2 separate regions of the Zea mays genome follow, and region 1 is linked to region 2. A link is a contact called in public Hi-C data. All regions are on one chromosome and are shown on one strand. The core of a region is the stretch at or near the end of the contact, and the rest is flanking DNA. Distances in the headings are between cores, read along the strand shown.

Region 1 (6,158 bases), core at 1,178-3,677, 490 kb before region 2:
AGAATCATTTTCCTACGCACAAGATAAGATATGCGGAATTCTTTACCTGCTCAGATTCCATTCTCCTGAATACAATGCTGATCATCTGGGTTAACATAGCCTTTGAGGTAGCCTGGTTCACAGGGCTCTTGCTAAGAAAATACAAATGAATAAATTATCATACATGGTCCAAAGGGCAACAAGGCAACATACTGCAAACAAGAAGGTAGCGATATAACAGGTACCTATTAAGAGCAATGTTATAGCATACTCTAATGACCCCAAGCAATGGCTCTCCATGAACTGCATTCCAAAAAACAGAATCAGACACAAAAGATGTATTGAGCTTGCAGCTTACGTTGTACTTTAACATAGGAATATAGCTACATGCAGAACTATTTTGGCGCCACTGACGTTGTAGCAGTAAAATATAAGAATTTATTAAGTATTAACAACTTGCAATTTATTTTCTTATATGATTTTTATAAATATACAGAAAAAAAGTATGAGAGGGAACATTGTCCAAGCCAATACATGCATGTTGAAGTGTTATGTATAAGTTTAACTGGCTAATGATGTCATTATAATAAGCTCATATCTAAATGCATTTCGAAAAAACAGTATTAGTTAAACTTGGGTAATAAATAAAATACTAGGAATATAGAGAATATGCTTTGTAAAAATTACCTCTAAACTTATTTGAAGCAACAGCATTAAGAAGCACTTTCAAGACTTGGAGAACAGTACTATAGCACATAGAATGATACTCATGTTAATACTTGTGAAAAAGTGTGACACGGCATTATCCCATTAATGTGATGCATACCTGTCAGAGGAGGTGTTATCGACGCAACCACATACCATGTTCAGGATGTCTGTAAATATTGGGGAATTTTTACCACCTTCTAAACCAGGATCGCCTTCTAAATGGTCATAAGCAATAAGTTTCTGGTAACAGAAATTGAACGACTCAATCAGAATGGATTGTTGAAGATGTGTCATCTAATTTTGTATTTTGTATTTTTATACAAGAAAAAAATGGTAAGATATATTACGGACTGGTTCTTGGTTCAAAATGAAATATTGTGAAAAAGGAGCGGAAAATAGCACATTGATCTGAACTGCTTTGCAACTATTGTAAAATCTACACATTTAACTCTACCCCAAGTAATTTGGCACTCCCTGAGCTTTCTAGCACATGGTATAAGGGGGAACATATGGAAATTGATTTATGCATGGATTAGGGGCAAGATAAAATAGCACCCTATGTCCAAATCTCACATCTGTGTAAGTGTATATGCAATTACTGCACAAGGATAAAAAATCAGTGTTACATGAGATGTATGTGATGGCAACATAGAACTTAAATAAACGTATCTACACATCATATTTCTGAATATTAGACAATGCATAGCATAGCATCCTAGCATATTGAACCTTGACAATGCAAAATGCATATTGATGTATCAACTTGATGTCTACAGAGCTACTTGTTCATACTGCACACTCATTTTACCATCCTGATTCCTGAGTTCTATTGTCTTCATATAACAACAGTCTGTTACATCACAATACTCTCAAAATTGTAAATAAGTCAAATGGCATAAACCTGGAACTATCTACACATCTCAACCCAAACAATCAATTCAGGGACTAGGCTCTGCACATACAAAATGAGGAATGGTCGATACGAGTATCTACCCTAGACAAGGAAATGCGTTTCTAGGCTGCTAACATCCAAAGCATTCATGGTGCACGCATTTATCATACCCATCAAGGTGTTCGACGTCAATGCAACACGTCTGACGCTTCATGAACCTCAGGCATGCAAGGCAAGCAAAGGAAGAGCAGAAATAGGATGATGATGATGATGATTAATAATTACGTGGAGGCAGTCGAGCGCGGGCTCGACGAGCTTGACGTGCTTGGTCTCGACGGCGAGGCGGAGCGGCTGCAGCACCAGCTCGGCCTGCGGCCCGTCGAGCACGCGCCCAGCTGACCCGAGCGCCTCGGTGATGACCGCGCCCTCTGCTGTAGCCCCCTTGATACTATCTGCAACGACACAAGCCACGCAGAGATCATCACAGCTCCATCATCAGCCGCCACGAGATCCCAATGCGCGGGAGGAGAGGGTAGAAAGGGGCCGCACGCACCGAGGTATGACTGGATGGATTGCTGCAGCGCGGCGAACTTGCCGCGGTTGGCAGCGCACTCCTTGAGCATGGCCTCGAAGGCCCGCGTGACGAACCCGCCCGCGGCGCCCGCCATGACCGCGGATATCAGCTCCGGCGGCGGAGACGGGAGGAGGGGCGGAGTGGTCAGATCCGACGAGGGGGGGTGGGCATGGGATGGAGAGGGCGCGAGATCTGTGACGGGGTACGAGATCTGTAGGAGCCTAGGAGGAGACCGAGAGCCCCCGCTGCTGTCCTCGGCTCGGCGGGGGCGGATCGGACCTGGTTGTCTCACACGCACGCTTGCTCTTTCAGTTCAGCTGGGAGATCGCCACCACCCACCAGGAGTCGAGGACCATCTCTGAATTTTTCTTTTACGCAGGCACGTACCATGGCCCTAGCCAGTTGGATCGGCTCAACGCAGGCTTGTCATAGGTACATGCCGACACTTTGATGTCGAGGTTGTAATGTTTTTAAGGGTTAATCATGTCTATGCCATTACAATTTTTTATGTTTTAATATATGTCACTAAATCTTTTAAGCTTGCAAATATGTCATTGAGCTTCTAATCAACTCTGAAATAGGTCATTTCCTTGAATCAGACTATCCACAAGCACATGTAATTTCGTATTTCCCTTTTTACCCTTGATTGTTCAAAGGATGCTACTGTGTACACTGTGAACTTGACTCGTCGACGGTGGGCACCATCGCTCCCGTGCGCAGATGAGAGCTTCAACAGCGTAGCTCCAGCAAGGGGGTGGGGCGCAACTCCGGTAGGGCATCCCGGCGAGGGCGCAACACGCAGCTCCGGTGTGCGTGCAGCTTCAACGGGCGCGCAGGAGGGTCCAAGGACCAAGGTGGTCACAGCTCGAAGACTGTCCGCAACCGTTCTCCCTAAATTTTTCCCCCTAAATGTTACTATGCATCCACGTCAGCAAGATTACATCCCCTATATTCACTCGTCCCGCAACCGTTCCCCCTATACTTTCCCCTATATATCCCTCTACTCATTAAAAAACCATTTCCATATAACTAACTGTAACCAACTTCAATTTTCATTTTCTTTAATTATTTTTCACACATCCGACGTGATACTCATGTATTCAAAAATAAAATTTATAAAAAATAATTACTTTACAATTACTTCCACAAAAAATATATAACAATTATTATTTTACAATACATTCGAATGTGCATTTTGTTGTGATCACGTTTTATTCATTTTGGTGAGTACGAAATCAAATTTCATGCTCACCAAAAAGCACTAGTCGTATGGGACAAGCCGCACTTGCCTTCGAACGAAAGACATGTTTGTCTTTCGTGCGAAGCCACTAGCTTGCACCTGAAGCCGCATTCCTCTACCCTATAAATATGCAATCCATCTCTTCACAAATGTCAAAACAAACTTCACTACATCAACAATTCCAACATTTCTCAGTATGTCTCACAGCCATAGCGATGAAGACTCATACTCGAGTGATAGTGAGGAGGAAACACTTATGCTTGTCAATCTTCTTGTCCTAAACATAGAGGCGAGACGCCACCTCCAAAGACGGTCCCGTTTGCCTCGACGGGTTATTCATAGAGATCATTTTCGTGGAGAAAATCTTATCCATCATCACTACTTCGCCGAGAACCCTGTGTATCCACCCCACGTCTTTCGTAGAAGGTACCGACACATTATTATTCGAATATGCTTTCATATTTGCAATTTCATTACAAATTTTATTTATTATAAACTTAGGTTCCGCATGAGTAGGCCTCTCTTCCTGAGAATCTTGCAAGGTCTTCAACAACATGATTCGTACTTTACACAACGGGTAGACGCAACTGGTATGCCTGGTCTAGGTCCACTACAAAAAGTTTGTGCGGCATTGCGGGTACTAGCATATGGGTTACCTTCAGATGCTGTAGACGAGTACATTCAAATAGGGGAGTCCACAGCTAGGGAATGCCTTCATCATTTCTGTCGAGGTATCATTGCATACTTCAGTGGATGGTACCTACGAACTCCTAACGAAGCTGACATAACACGCATCATGCACCATAGCGAATCAAGGGGTTTCCCAGGGATGTTGGGTTCTATAGATTGCATGCATTGGGAGTGGCGGAACTGTCCTACCGCATGGCGTGGTCAGTTTTGTGGCAGAAATGGTCGAGCGTCAATGATCCTAGAAGCAGTGGCAACGTATGACCTTTGGATTTGGCATGCTTTCTTTGGCATGCCCGGGACAAACAACGACGTGAACGTGCTCCACCGATCACCAGTTTTCGACCCCATGACATCTGGCCGAATGCCACCTGTGCATTACACAGTTAATGGTAATGCATATAACTTCGGATATTACCTTGCTGATGGTATTTACCCGAACTGGCCAACTTTCGTAAAAGCTATAAGGCACCCCTATGAGCAAAAGAAAGTCTATTTCACACAAATGCAGGAAAGTTGTCGAAAGGATATTGAGCGTGCATTTGGAGTTCTTCAAGCTAGGTGGGCGGTGCTGCGAGGTCCAGCATATGGATGGGATCGGAATCGTTTAACTGAAATTATAACTGCTTGCATCATAATGCACAACATGATTGTTGAAGACGAAGGGCCATTTGCATCTAATACTGATTTTGGAGATAACACTTCAACGAGCCAACCACCACATCTAATTGCTGAAGGAAGGGCAGAATGGGTGATTAACCACTTCGATCTTCGTCGCCAAGAAAGATCTTGCTCCCTCCAAAATGACCTTGTCGAGCATTTGTGGGCTCGGCGTGGTAGCATGTAAACTTTAGCATTCGTATGCACAAGTTTATTGAAACTAGATTGTAGTATGTGTAATTTCCATTCGCAAGTCGTACGTATTTCAGAAATAAAGAAGTTTTTCAGTGCAAACCTGTACTTGTTCGTTCAACAAAATAACATGAAGACTCTAAACGATTTGTACACATCACAAGCGATTCCATGCTCAACACGCACCAAATATTTGAAAATTAAAACAAACATGTTCACATGAACTGGAAATAATTATTGTCGATTACACAACCAAAGAACATACAGCACTGCACGAATGTCCTTGACGACTTATGGTTCGTACAAATATTATAATAGTCTGCCAAACAAATGTAACGTTCTCACATAAACAAATAATACAAACAGGTTCAGTAAAACAAGTTCAAGTAACCAGTAACCGAATAATATTTTCACTCGTAACCAAATATGAATTCTTGCAACTTCTGTTTTTGTTTTTGTATCATAATCCAAACATGGGGTTGGACATCTTCTTCATTCGTTGCCTCCAGCCTTTCTAATCTTTTTTCAGCTGATTCTAGTTCTTGAAGTTTCAATTCCCTTTTTCGTATGATGACCTTTTCGGCTTCCAATTCTAACCTCTTTTTCTCCATTTCCCTGTCTTCTTCTGTGCACTTTTCTTTTTTTGCACCCTTTTCAATGGACCTCTGAATTTGTTTTTCAGTTATTTCTTGCAAACGACTAAGGTACTCTGGAGATGAAGATGATGCAGGTTTGTGTCTCTCTGATTTACTGAAATCACGACCACGCGGCCGTTTTCCTGTCAACCCTGCTGATGAACTATCATTTTCAGTTGTCGGAGCAGAGGGAGTACCTGTTGACCCCACTGGATTTGCATTCAAACCGCGGAACGATTGGCCACTACAAATGCTCTCCCATTTCGGTTCTCCCTTTAGTTGGTGCCAGCAATGCATGTACTGGAAATTTTTGTTCTCCTCGTGTGCAAACAATGTTGTGGCCTTCGAAGTCTGTACAAATTATGGTTGAATTTTACAGATGTGCTAACATGTATATACAATCATTTGTAAATGATTTAAAGTCATGAAAATTTTGGTTACCTTGTCGTCATCAGTTAACCCACTTTGTTTCTCTCTAAGAACTCTTGCATAGTACCCAGCAAACTTACTTACATCTGCTCTTATCTTATCCCATCTGCTGCTAAGAGCTCTGTTTACTCGGCAAGGAAAGTTCCCCCTCTGTTCGTTGTA
Region 2 (5,616 bases), core at 1,543-4,042:
TAAGTGGTATTTTTGTGATGATAGTCCAAAGTCCCAATCGCATACTTCCGGTGGATAGGTTGTGCCAACAAACAGAGGCTGGCATATGTTTCTTCCTTGGTTGCTGACTGTGACTAAACTGCCAGTATAGGTTATCGTGATGTTACAAGTCCCTGTTTTAACTAAAATACATAGGGAACGTGCAGCTTGTACTTCATCGTTTTATTTTTGGTAGTTGAAATATGGACTTATGAATCATCTTTAGTTAAGTTGTACAGTGCTGTTAACTATTTATACTAGTTTTTGAGCGGCTATTTGTACTTGTTGAAGGAGTAATACATAGTGGTGATATTGGTGGAAGCATCTGCGGGCAAGGCAGCGAACGATCCAACTAGTCCCAATAATTTTCTAGCGTGTGGGAGGTGCACATACATGTGTAATCGTGTACTAGTTTGAGTGCGGTGTGTGAAGTGTCCATAGTCTCTTGGATAACCCACGATGCAGCGCTTAACTATCTGCCTGTCATCGGTCGCTCAGCGCAGTGGCAATGTGGCATTCCAGCATATATATAGCAAGCACCACGCTAGACGATTTGGATCTAGGAAAACATGATAATGTGTACGTACGCGAGTTTGTAAATGTGCAGCAAACTGTGAATGAAACATATAATTGCACAGTGGAAGATATAATTGTATGGTTGAACATGTTGTAAGCTGTAACCTTGTCACTTTGGAAGACAGACAGAGCTTTAAGCCCTTCTTTTTCGTTCTTCTTCATCGTAAGTTCGTACCCCTAGTATCATGTTTCTCAGTAGTAAGAAGATCACCGCAGCGGCTTGAAGATCTGGGAGTAAGGCGAGACGACGGCCTCCTGCACCATCCTCCGGCCGTCGCTGGGGTCGGGCCCCCACTGGAGCTCGCTCATGTTGGGGGTCTCCACGAAGAGCATGGCGAACTCGCCCACCTTCTCGGCGCGCCCGCGGCGGCCCGCCCGCAGCACCAGGGCGTTCCCCCTGTGGTACGAGAAGATGCCGTCCGTGAGCCGCACGATGTCGCCCGGCTCGAACGCGCCGCACTCGGCGCCCCACAGCAGGAAGTGCGCCGCCGCGGTCTCGTCCGCCACAAGCGCCAGGCACGTCTCCTCCCTGGCGCCGCCCTGTCGGCGGGTCGACGGCGCCGCCTTGTCGAGCACGATGAACGTCGTGTTCACCGTGTTGGTCGCGGCCGGGACCAGGTCCTTGAGCTTCACCGCCATGACGCCGGAGACGGCGGCGGCGCCCTCGCTCGGCGCGTCGGCCTGCGACAGTTGGGTAGCAGCTGAGCTGGGTGATCGCCGTGGAGTAGAAGCACCTAACCTAGTGTCGCATTTGGTCGAGCACCCTGCGGGTGTCTTGGGTTCGCACGACGACGGGTACCGTACCAGCCAGGGAACCAAACGCGGGAGACGTTGTAAAGAGGAGGAACGCTGGACTCACCTCTCTCTGTGCCATTGCCATCATGAATGGGGTATGTACGCCGCTGCCTGCTGACTTATGTGCTCCACATCCACTCCACCGCCGCCGCCGCCGCCTCAGGCAGAGGTAATAGTCGTGGTGGGCCTGAGACCTGAGCTGTGAATGTGATGGCGCGCGCGACAAGGACGTGACGGGCAGTGGATGCACATTATTCCTTAATCGTGGTCGAGGGAAGGAACGAACGCCTTTGTCTGCTTATGACGGCCGAATTAAGGTGGGGGCTGGCTACGTCAATTGCCAGCGTGACACATCACGTGCACCAGTTATGGACGCACCGATTCGTGGCGTGTTGTGTTGGGCCAACATTCCCAATTTGTTATGGTCATGGGGCACCCGTCCTCAATCATGGTCACAATCTCACACTTTCCCTCTTTCTACCACAATGTTTAAGGTCTCAGAACCTAGAAAACCAAGCCAACATAAGATGATGCAATCCGCTGGCAGCATAATTAAGCACAAACTACTGACGATGATCCGGTTACTTATACTTAGGCGGCAGCTCTGTCACATTCTGTACGAGAAACCAACTGTAAACGACGTCTTCCTGCCTCTCGTTTGCTTCGCAAGGAAGCCTTTTGGCATTCCCTACTTCCGCGTGCATAATAACTGCGTATGGTCCGTGTGACGGTTGTGCGTATTGAAAGGGGATCGGGATTAGGATGGGCCTTGATAGTGGAACACTGTTGTTGTTTCCCGTCACATTATACTCACGGTCTCTTATGTTTAGTTTGGAAATTTAGATCATCTTCAGGATGGTGGGAAGTTGAGAAAATTAGCCTCTCTATGGAGATTTGAATTTCTAAACTAGTTCTTAAGTTTTTTTTCTCAAAGAACTAAAAACCTTCTTCGTTTAGGCGAATTTTTTTTTCTAGACTTAGATATTCTTAGTCTGAGGTCTAAATTCTCGCTAGGTTGCAATTGCAAAGCTGCCTGACAGACAGAAAGCAATCATGTCCTTAACGTCCGTTCCTTTCTTTCTTTCTTTCTTTGCTAGAGCCTAGAGGGCCGCTGGAGTCTGCAATCTCGCGCGTACAAATGCAAATGTTTCGCGTGAATCCCATCCGGTGGCCATCAGGCATCAGCTGCTCCACTCCAGTACTATTATGTACTCCACGCACCACACTGGTCACTGGTGCAGCACTACCCGTTCCGGAAACAAGTGAGCTGAGGAAGCGTACGCGCCATGGTCGGCAAGACATTAACGCCTCCTCCACTACCCTAGCTTAGCTAGGACTGCCCGCCATCAATGCGGTCCACATGCCTCGCCTTTAAATTGAATCCCCTACTACCACCCTCTCCTTCGCCCCCGCCGCATCACGCAGAATTTGCTTACTGCCTGCTCTGCTCGCCATTGCTGACTCCCTCCCTCCCTCCCTCCCTCGCCACCGAAAAGCTAGCCCGCCCGGCCGTTGCTTGCAAGCCTCGCTCCGCATTATTGCCACCTGCCGCCGGCAGCCAGCGCGCGCGGCGCAACACGCAAGCAGAACAACGGTGTCTGTTCGGTTGTTGTTGTTGTTGGAGAGAGCGCGCGATCCAATCCAAGGAACCAGGGAGGAGGAGCGTGCAGTGCAGTGGCAGTGCAGGAGCGATGGTGTTCTTCTGCTTCCTGGTGGACCAGCGGCGGACGGTGCGGAGCAGCAAGCCGGCGGCGGGGATCTGCTCGCGCTGCGGCGGGTGCGCCAGCGTGGCGGACATGGAGACCGCCACCAGGGTCTGCTACCTGCTCACCGTGCACCGGAGCACCTGGCGCGCCATCATCTGCACCTTCTGCGGCGCCATGCTCAAGTCCTACCGCCACTACAGGCTATAGCACTGGTAGCGGTACGGCACTACCTACCGGTAGACGATGGAGTCGGTCGGTGGATCGCGCGCCTTTTTCCGCGGCTTCCGATCCCGGGTTTTTTTTTTGTTCCTGCTTGATCATGCTGGGGTTTGCAGGTTATTGTAATGGTACTATGGCAGCTTGCCGGTGCATAAATATGGAATGGGAGTCATGAATATTAAATGTTGTTTGGTTCACGAAAAGTAACAATGGTAGTAATGATTCAAACTTAAATATCAACGGCAACAAGTTTGAATAGACCGGTATCAATTTTTATCATGATATCTAATTATAGTTAAAATTAAATAAGCATGATTTAATGTTATTAGTTATTCGTCGCGTTATAAAAGAACCAAACAATAACTGAATGAGTTCTGTACTATTCAACAACCTTGGCAAATGCTTTATTTCGAAACGACATTTCCAATAAAATAAACAAGTGCGTACACAGTTCAACTTGCGTGGGAGTTTCAAAATTTCATCAGCAAGGGTTTCGCTAACTCTGTCCCCGACCGCCAATTGATTACGCATGCGAGATCATCATTTAAATTATTGACGCGGGCGCTACCAAACAACGGCCCTACAATGCTACTACGGCGGCGCTACCAAACAACAGGAACATCCGCCTGCTCCTGCGCAGCTGTCGCCTACTGGTGTCATTCCTAAGCTGTCAGGGTCAATGCTACTACGGCGGCGGTGCACCCTGGCTGGCACGCAGTGAATACAGCCAGCCCAGGCCAGCACGAGCTTTTTGGACGGACGGACGGCGGGTGGACGGATCAGGCGGCAGCGGCAGGAGCGCACCAGCTGACCAGCGCGACGGACAGTTGGGAGCTGGGGCTCCGAACAACCGAGAGCGTTGCACAGACACGGATGCCGAACGCCGGGCATGCTGGTTTCAGGTGCGCCATCCCGGCACGGCAGACACCCCTGCAGCCGGCGTTGGATCGGCAACGGCAAGCATGGACATGACCCGGGACGTGAGGACTGAGTGAGCCACTGAGTGGAGGAGGGCGGGGCGATCACCGATCAGTGATGGGGGCACACGGGGCCTGGCGGTGCTGGTGGTGTTTGGGTTTTGGTCACTGGTTGAATGGATTGGAGTGGACTTCTAACCGTCGGTCGGCTGCCTGAATGATCGACATGATCGACACCCCACCTCAACATCGCCAGAGATAAGGTTGCAGAATATGGAAGATTCTTTGCGTGGCGATGTGTGCCAGAATGCGTACTGGTGTGGTGAGCAGTAACGGACAGATTGTTTTCAATGATGCGTCATGCATGGGTGTTGGGTGCGCATCTTCCGCCAGCCACCTGCTGTTCTTTGTCAGAGGTTGCCAGTGCCACACCACACTGATGCAGCAACGACGCTGACACGGAAAAAGGATGGGTGCTGAATAGGAATGTACAGTGATCAGAATCGAATGGATATATAGTTTTACATTCAGAGAGGTGTTAACAGTTATGCAGTGTGCTCTCTTGTTACACTCAATCTGGAGAATTCTTGGAGTGCTCGGACTGCACGAGGATTTCTATGTGCTCTGCATTCCGGCCGAGCTGTCCTAGGCTGTGCATCATCATCCTCTCGCCTCTGCCCACATCACATCTCGACTTTACTTTCGCCTTCTACCGTAAAAACCGCAGCAGGCTACATCCTTAGCCTATATTCACATCAACTTTTTTTTATTTCATAATTAAGAAATTAACGTAGATTTATTTCAACGCTTAGAAATCGCACAACGTAATGAAATTGTGTGTGAAATAAGCGCCACCTAGGTAGGGGTATCTATTGAGAGATTGGGGATGAAATTTATGATTTTTTTGTAAATTTTTTTTGAATTTTTTGAACTCCAAAAACGGCTAGCACATATGGACCAATCAGAAGCCGTCACGTCGCTCTCGCTCGCTGCATCGTCCGTGCCATTACGTCGATCTTCTCTAAACGTCAAAATAAATCTGCGTGAATTATTTAATTCTCAAATATAAAAAGAACTAATGTGGCTATAGGCCGAGGCTATAGTCTATTGTATACTGGGCGAGAGTGATGTCAAAAGCTATAGGCTTGTTGGAAGAATTTTATGTTGTTCGGCTAAGCTAAACTAACGGTCGTTGCAGTCATCCCATAATGATTCGGTGAGTGGCTCGCAGCCCAACTCCAGCTGCATATGCTGCGTTTAGCTCAAGCCAACAACTTATCGTAAATATACAAATTTTCTTTGTTGGCAACAAAAAAGATTAGTGTCTCTGAAAGTGCTGATAATTTGTTGGAAGAATTCTTAGGCTGATCGGTTGAGATAAACTA

What was found. Hi-C and Micro-C count contacts between places; a contact is called where the count stands out from the background.
Region 1: a Hi-C map of leaf shows a contact between it and region 2, with 10 times the contacts expected there. The contact joins the promoter of LOC100501049 here to the promoter of LOC100274985 in region 2. A contact is called at or near these places in 7 of 25 Hi-C or Micro-C datasets (ear, endosperm, leaf and 2 more).

The regions. Positions count from the first base shown.
Region 1 is chr2:212,394,355-212,400,512 of Zm-B73-REFERENCE-NAM-5.0, reverse strand. LOC100501049 reads right to left here and starts at 2,427. Exons shown (of 32, transcript NM_001329534.1): 1 at 2,133-2,427; 2 at 1,865-2,031; 3 at 806-927; 4 at 667-725; 5 at 225-282; 6 at 47-131. The coding sequence starts at 2,247. LOC109944605 (protein ALP1-like) reads left to right here and starts at 3,554. Exons shown (of 2, transcript XM_020549381.1): 1 at 3,554-3,819; 2 at 3,895-5,031. The coding sequence starts at 3,590. The coding sequence ends at 4,927.
Region 2 is chr2:211,901,494-211,907,109 of Zm-B73-REFERENCE-NAM-5.0, reverse strand. It overlaps LOC100274985, which reads left to right and starts at 2,792. Exons shown (of 1, transcript NM_001367800.1): 1 at 2,792-3,487. The coding sequence starts at 3,081. The coding sequence ends at 3,302. It overlaps LOC100276318, which reads right to left and starts at 1,592. Exons shown (of 2, transcript NM_001165565.2): 1 at 1,454-1,592; 2 at 619-1,275. The coding sequence starts at 1,477. The coding sequence ends at 802. It overlaps LOC100285854 (SC3 protein), which reads left to right. Exons shown (of 13, transcript NM_001158744.2): 13 at 1-299. The coding sequence ends at 3.